Linked DNA regions of Anser cygnoides: region 1 is linked to region 2. The links are chromatin contacts, called in public Hi-C maps. All regions are on one chromosome and are shown on one strand. The core of a region is the stretch at or near the end of the contact, and the rest is flanking DNA. Distances in the headings are between cores, read along the strand shown. Region 1 holds the start of STX17 (syntaxin 17). Region 2 overlaps ERP44 (endoplasmic reticulum protein 44).

Evidence for each region. Hi-C and Micro-C count contacts between places; a contact is called where the count stands out from the background.
Region 1: a Hi-C map of liver shows a contact between it and region 2, with 3 times the contacts expected there. The contact joins the promoter of STX17 here to the enhancer-like site in region 2. A contact is called at or near these places in 2 of 7 Hi-C or Micro-C datasets (both in liver).

Annotation. Positions count from the first base shown.
Region 1 is chr2:99,308,249-99,311,045 of Taihu_goose_T2T_genome, forward strand. It overlaps STX17 (syntaxin 17), which reads right to left and starts at 1,355. Exons shown (of 8, transcript XM_066992692.1): 1 at 1,147-1,355.
Region 2 is chr2:99,269,133-99,271,832 of Taihu_goose_T2T_genome, forward strand. ERP44 (endoplasmic reticulum protein 44) reads left to right here. Exons shown (of 13, transcript XM_066992689.1): 12 at 1,825-1,927. Among named protein-coding and RNA genes, the nearest start is that of STX17, 39 kb to the right of the region's middle. Within about 2 kb of position 1,354, at least 1 of the 3 cell types and tissues checked has open chromatin away from gene starts, as enhancers often do. A contact at or near this core is called in liver, where this site is marked.

The sequences.
Region 1 (2,797 bases), core at 105-2,604, 39 kb after region 2:
AGGAACCCGAGAAAAGCAGCTTTGTTAGGGTGAAATACAGGGCGACTAGCCCTGAAGTGTCCACGAAGCGACGTGAACACCCACTTAGTGGGGTGAAGAGCTGTCCACGTGGGATCTCCTGCAGAACCACCACAATTAGCGGCTGTACGTGGCAGGCTGAAATCCGGGATTGTGGCTCCCCGTGAATCTGTTCCCTTGTGGATCCACCAAGACAAACTAGATCCGGATAAGGGAAGGGCACACGACTGCATTTTGAGAGGCCCGGAGCAAACACGATGGGCATTTTGCGCTGTTTGTTTCACACTTTTAAGCCAGCTACGGAAGGCCAGACATCACGGGACTAACATCAACATTTCCTGAGCACTGCTGAACCGGCAGAGCGAGTTCACAGCGGATCAACAGCCGCAGTACCTGGCCACAACGCCCCGCAACCTGCAATTACAGCTCTAACATGGGTTTTTCTGTATTCCTGGTCTATGGCTGCAACAGGTGGCTGAGGCCTGAGCTTGCCCCACCCTGCCAGGGCAGGCCAGGGGCACAAGCAGTGAGCAATGCGGGACGTAAGGAAAGCTTTATGTCCTGCATGTCCTACACCGAGCGGACTACAGCAGCTCACTTCTCCCGGAGGGAGCAGAAACCCTTACGAAACGCAGCACCAAGCCACTCGTCACCTTACGCTGTACTTTCTTCCCACCCCGTGCTGGCCCAGCGACTTGTGGCCACGTCCACCAAATCCAAAACCCCAAAAATCCCCCAAACCCGTCGCCTCCCTGCGCCCCCCCCCCGGGACGCCCGGGACACCCGGGCTGCGGGCAGCGGCCGCGGGGGAAGCGGCCCCAGCGGGACGGGCCCCGGAGCCGTGGCAGGGCCGGGGCTGGGGCTCGGAGGGGGTCACGGCGCCGCCCCGCAGCCTCCCACCCCCCGCCGCCGGCTCCTACCGGCAGGGCACGGACGCAGTCACCGAGCCCCGGCCTCCCCCGGCTGGGAAGCGAAAGCGAAAGCGGCCGGGCCGCCATCGCCGGAACCCGGTGTCCGCCCCGGCCTCCTCCTTTCCTTCCTTCCTTCCTCCCTCCTTCCCTCCGTCCCTGCCTTCCCTCCTTCCCTCCCGGCCCCGGCGGTCCCGGTTCCCCCGCCGCGGCCCCTCACCATGCGGCGGCTGGGCCCGGGGCGCTGGCAGGGAGCTGGCTGGGCTCCCCCCCCCCCCCGCGGCGGGGAAGCGGCTCTGCCCCGCCCGCCACGCACACGAGGCACAAACACACACCAGGCACACCCGCACACCGCACACAAACACACCGCACACACGCCCGCACTCCCCTTCGCCTCCGGTTTGCCCCCGAGGTGGGCGAGGGAGCCGCAGCCAAGCAGGGCAGGGGCCGGGGCTCGCCCCGCTGTCAGCCCCGCGAGCAGCAGCGGGGGCAGGAGCTCGCCGCGGGAGGGAGGTTAAATGGCTGCTTCTGGAAGGCGGCCACGGGTCGCCTGGTGACCCCCACATATTTTAAGAGCTTTTCTTAAATCCTGTTTGTAACCCATAACATGCAACGTAGGTAAAGCCCGGCACATTGCCCAGTGGGGTGCTAGGGATCACAGAACATCCTGAGTGGGAAGGGACCCACAAGGATCACTGAGTCCAACTCCTGGCTCCACACAGGACCAGCCAAAAATCAGACCCTGTGTCTGAGAGCATTGTCCAAACGCTTCTTGAACTCCAGCGGGCTCGGTGCTGTGACCACTGCCCTGGGGAGCCTGTCCCAGTGCCCGACCACCCTCTGGGAGCAGAACCTTTCCCTAACACCCACCCTGACCCTCCCCTGTCCCAGCTCCATGCCGTTCCCTCGGGTCCTGTCGCTGTCCCCATAGAGCAGAGCTCAGCGCCTGCCCCTCCCCTCCCCTCGTGAGGGAGCTGCAGGCCGCCATGAGGCCTCCCCTCAGCCTGCTCTGCTCTGGGCTGAGCAAACCAAGGGGCCTCAGCTGCTCCTCATGTGTCTTGCCCTCCAGACCCTTCACCATCTTTGTAGCCCTCCTTTGGGAGGGCTAATAGGGCTAATTAGGACACTCCCTAATAGTTTTATATCCTTAGGAGATACAAAGCATCAGGCTATAGGGGACAAATGCAACCCAGGCCGTGCCAGTGGGGTTCTGTTCTCCCATCACTGTGCCCTTTCCCATTTACAACATTATTCAGAAAGTAAGTATTTAATGAATATTCCAATTTGAATATACGTTTGTTTGTACCTTACACTGTTTGTACCTTACACTGATAATTAGACCCTGTCCCAGTATTTCAACCTCTGGCTACCAGAGCTGCTGCTACAGGTAGGCATACTGGCAGCTACAGGACAAATTTTCATCTATGTAAAGCAAAACATCCAAGGGCAGCCTGCTGTCACTTCTGGTCATTTTGCTGCCTCTGAATAGAGATAGAAAACTATCTGGCTACCCGGCGATATCTCTATAGCAACAATTAATGAGAATGCTGTGCCACTATTGAAATAGATTTTTTTTTTAAAAAAACTGTACTCAATAGTATTAAGAGAACTGATTTAAGATCTCCAATCAGAGATAATTTTGATGTTATGAACAATATTTATGTTACCTGTGCATCCGTCTGTCACTCCATACCCTTTGGACCAGTTCTGATCTATTTCGGAGAACACTTTTGTAAGTTTTGTGCAAATTGGTATTTCAAAACCTGAATTTGTTTCCTCAGACAGGGAAAAGCAGGCAAAAACCTCAGCTCCTACACATTCTTCTTCTTAGCAGCAATCAGCCAGACAATCAGTATGTATGTATTAGCCAT
Region 2 (2,700 bases), core at 104-2,603:
TGAAAATCATAGTGATTATTTTTCTCTTCCTGTTCCTATTTCTTTGGAAGAAGATCGTGTTCACTGCATATGTCAATGCTTTTAAAAAAAAAAGTGTAATTTGCATTTTTAAAGCGCTCTTTTCATTGTCACTTTGAAAACAGTCCTAAAATAAATCATTATCTCTTACAGAGGGGTAATAGAGATGTTTAGTTTCGACTTTCACGTTATGTATTTTACACGTTCTGTTTCTGTGAAACACTATCAGAATAATGACAGCTACTTGCCTGTTTGTATACCAGTTGTTACATACAAATGAAGATGAGAGAGATGTCAGGATTGGAGACAGTTGCTTGGTGATAAATAATTATTCAGTCTTGCTCTGGGAGATTGAGCTGGTACTTAGAAGTATGTAACAAACGGTTTGGAAATGAAGAGTGCTTGGAGATCATTTAAAATCTTAATGCTAAGACTTTTCTTCACCTGTGAGGATTTCTGCCATTTTAGTACATTTTTCTGGTCTTTTTTTTTTTCCCCAGACTTTTCTTTCTTGTAATATCACTGCTGCCACCAACCTGTAGGGTTTGGATACCCACACTTTGATTTCCTCAACTGGTATTGCTGCTGTCCTCTTTAGAGAGTTGCGATTTGGAGAACAGCCACTTCAGAGGCAAATCAGACCTTCACGCAGCATTTTTTCCTCCTGCTTTGGCCACTTGGCCCTATTCAGCCTGCTGTTGCAGGTTGGAAGTGATAACAGGGACTGTTCAACAAATCAGCTGGAGTTTTTCAGAGAGAACTGGGGAGCTACAAGGGGCTGTAGGCACCAAATGCCCTTGCTGCGTTAGGGGAGGAGAAGAGGTTGGAGAGGAATGTTGTCAGCAGCATGGCTGACCCGTAGGCTCCTAGGAGCCCAAGGAGCAGCGATCCTGCTGTTTGTACAGCTGGGCTGAAATGAACGCCCTTCTCTACCTCAGCGCTAATTCCTGATCCTGCCTAGGAAGGGAAGAGGTCCCTCAAAGTGCTACCGCTCGCTTACAGTTAGCGGCACTGCTGCGCTGATACCCTCTGACTCGGCCTTACGCTACTTTTTGTCCGTAGAGTTGAATAATGATCTGGAATACAGCTGGTAGCCAGCCTCACCCCACTTTGTCCCACTTCCCTAATTGGCCTAATGAAGGGCTCCCTACTAAACCTGTCTCCATCTTTTAGCTCCGTAAGCAATCTTTTGATTGCACGTGTGCTGCTCGTGTTGATTTTTTTTAATCTCATCCTTGATGCTTATTAGATCAACTCCTCCTTTTAAGCTTTTTAGTCTATTTGACATCTCGCAAATAAAATCGGATGCTGTAGTTTAGCACGTTTGCTGTGGGTGACAGTAGATGATTTCAGATTAGATTTAAATTGATATCCTCTTAGTGCTTATCTCTAGTGTATATGCAGTTACTCAGGCAGTAGAGAACCTTTCAAAGATGTTTTGTCAATACTGCTACCCAACTGTCATTTGTATCTGTAAACTGTGCACTTGGAGCCTGCTGTTCTCCCTTACATTATGGTTAGTGGGGAGCTGAAGTGAGTCTACAATGAAGTTATTGGCTAGTACGACGCGGTGGGAGTTATTGAAAAGATGAAATACTTGCTGTGTTCTCGAGAGACAGTGGAAAGAAAAAGAAGCTGGTAGGATACCTTAACAAACCATTTGCTTTCTGTCCTCTATTAATCCCTTGAAAGTGAACATAGTGTGCCAGATGAACAGAAGTTGGCTACTCTAAACAGTACACTTTGTCTTCTGTGTTTGGACTTAACTTCTAATAAACACGTGGGTGTTTGTTTAATTTGTTCCAGAGTTCCAGGTAAACTGAAGCAATTTGTACTAGACTTGCATTCTGGAAAATTGCATAGAGAGTTTCATCACGGCCCTGATCCAACTGATGTAGCACCTGGTCAGGTAAGGTTACAACAGACACATGTAACTTGGCAATTTAATGAAGACTGTTTTTTTTCCTAGTCATAGCTGTACTTTATTTCTGAAAGAGAAATCTGTTATAGAAACATAATGTTGTCATTTCTGCTTTGCTCTTGCGTTAAAGGCTTCTTTTGGTTAAAGGGAGGGAGAGCATTAGAGGGAAATACGGAAATACACTACCTATCTTCCTTGTATAAAAGAAGGAGTGTAAGAGTATCTGTTTTCTCCACTGAAAGATCCTGGTCTAGACAACTTTTTTGAGCTTGTAAAGCTGCTGTTACGTTCTCATTTGATTTTCACTAGGGAAAACTGATACTTATGGATATAAAACCATAAACGCATTGTAGCCCACGTAACGTACTGAGAGGGTGCTTCTAAGGGGAAACATAGGTTGTTGTATTTATTGACTTGTAGTCACCAGTCCAAGCAGGAGGCAGATTATTAGAGCATCAACTAAGGAGTGATAAGTGGTAATGGGGCTTATTACTTTTATTAATACAGATGAAAAGTGGCATTAATAGTAGTCACAGACTGCATTTGTCAGTGCGGATTCCTTACTATTCTTCTTAAAGATGATTATAGTTACATGCATGGCAGCCACTCCTGGGATCTCTTCAGGAACATAACTTCCAGATCCTTCTTCAGACAAAACTCAGCACCTCAGTGCTGAACTTTAACCAGTAGGCCGAAAAGAAAGGACTTTTCTAGCTCTGATTCCCTCAGCTCAGCCCAGTCTGTGTCTTACTCAGTCTTGG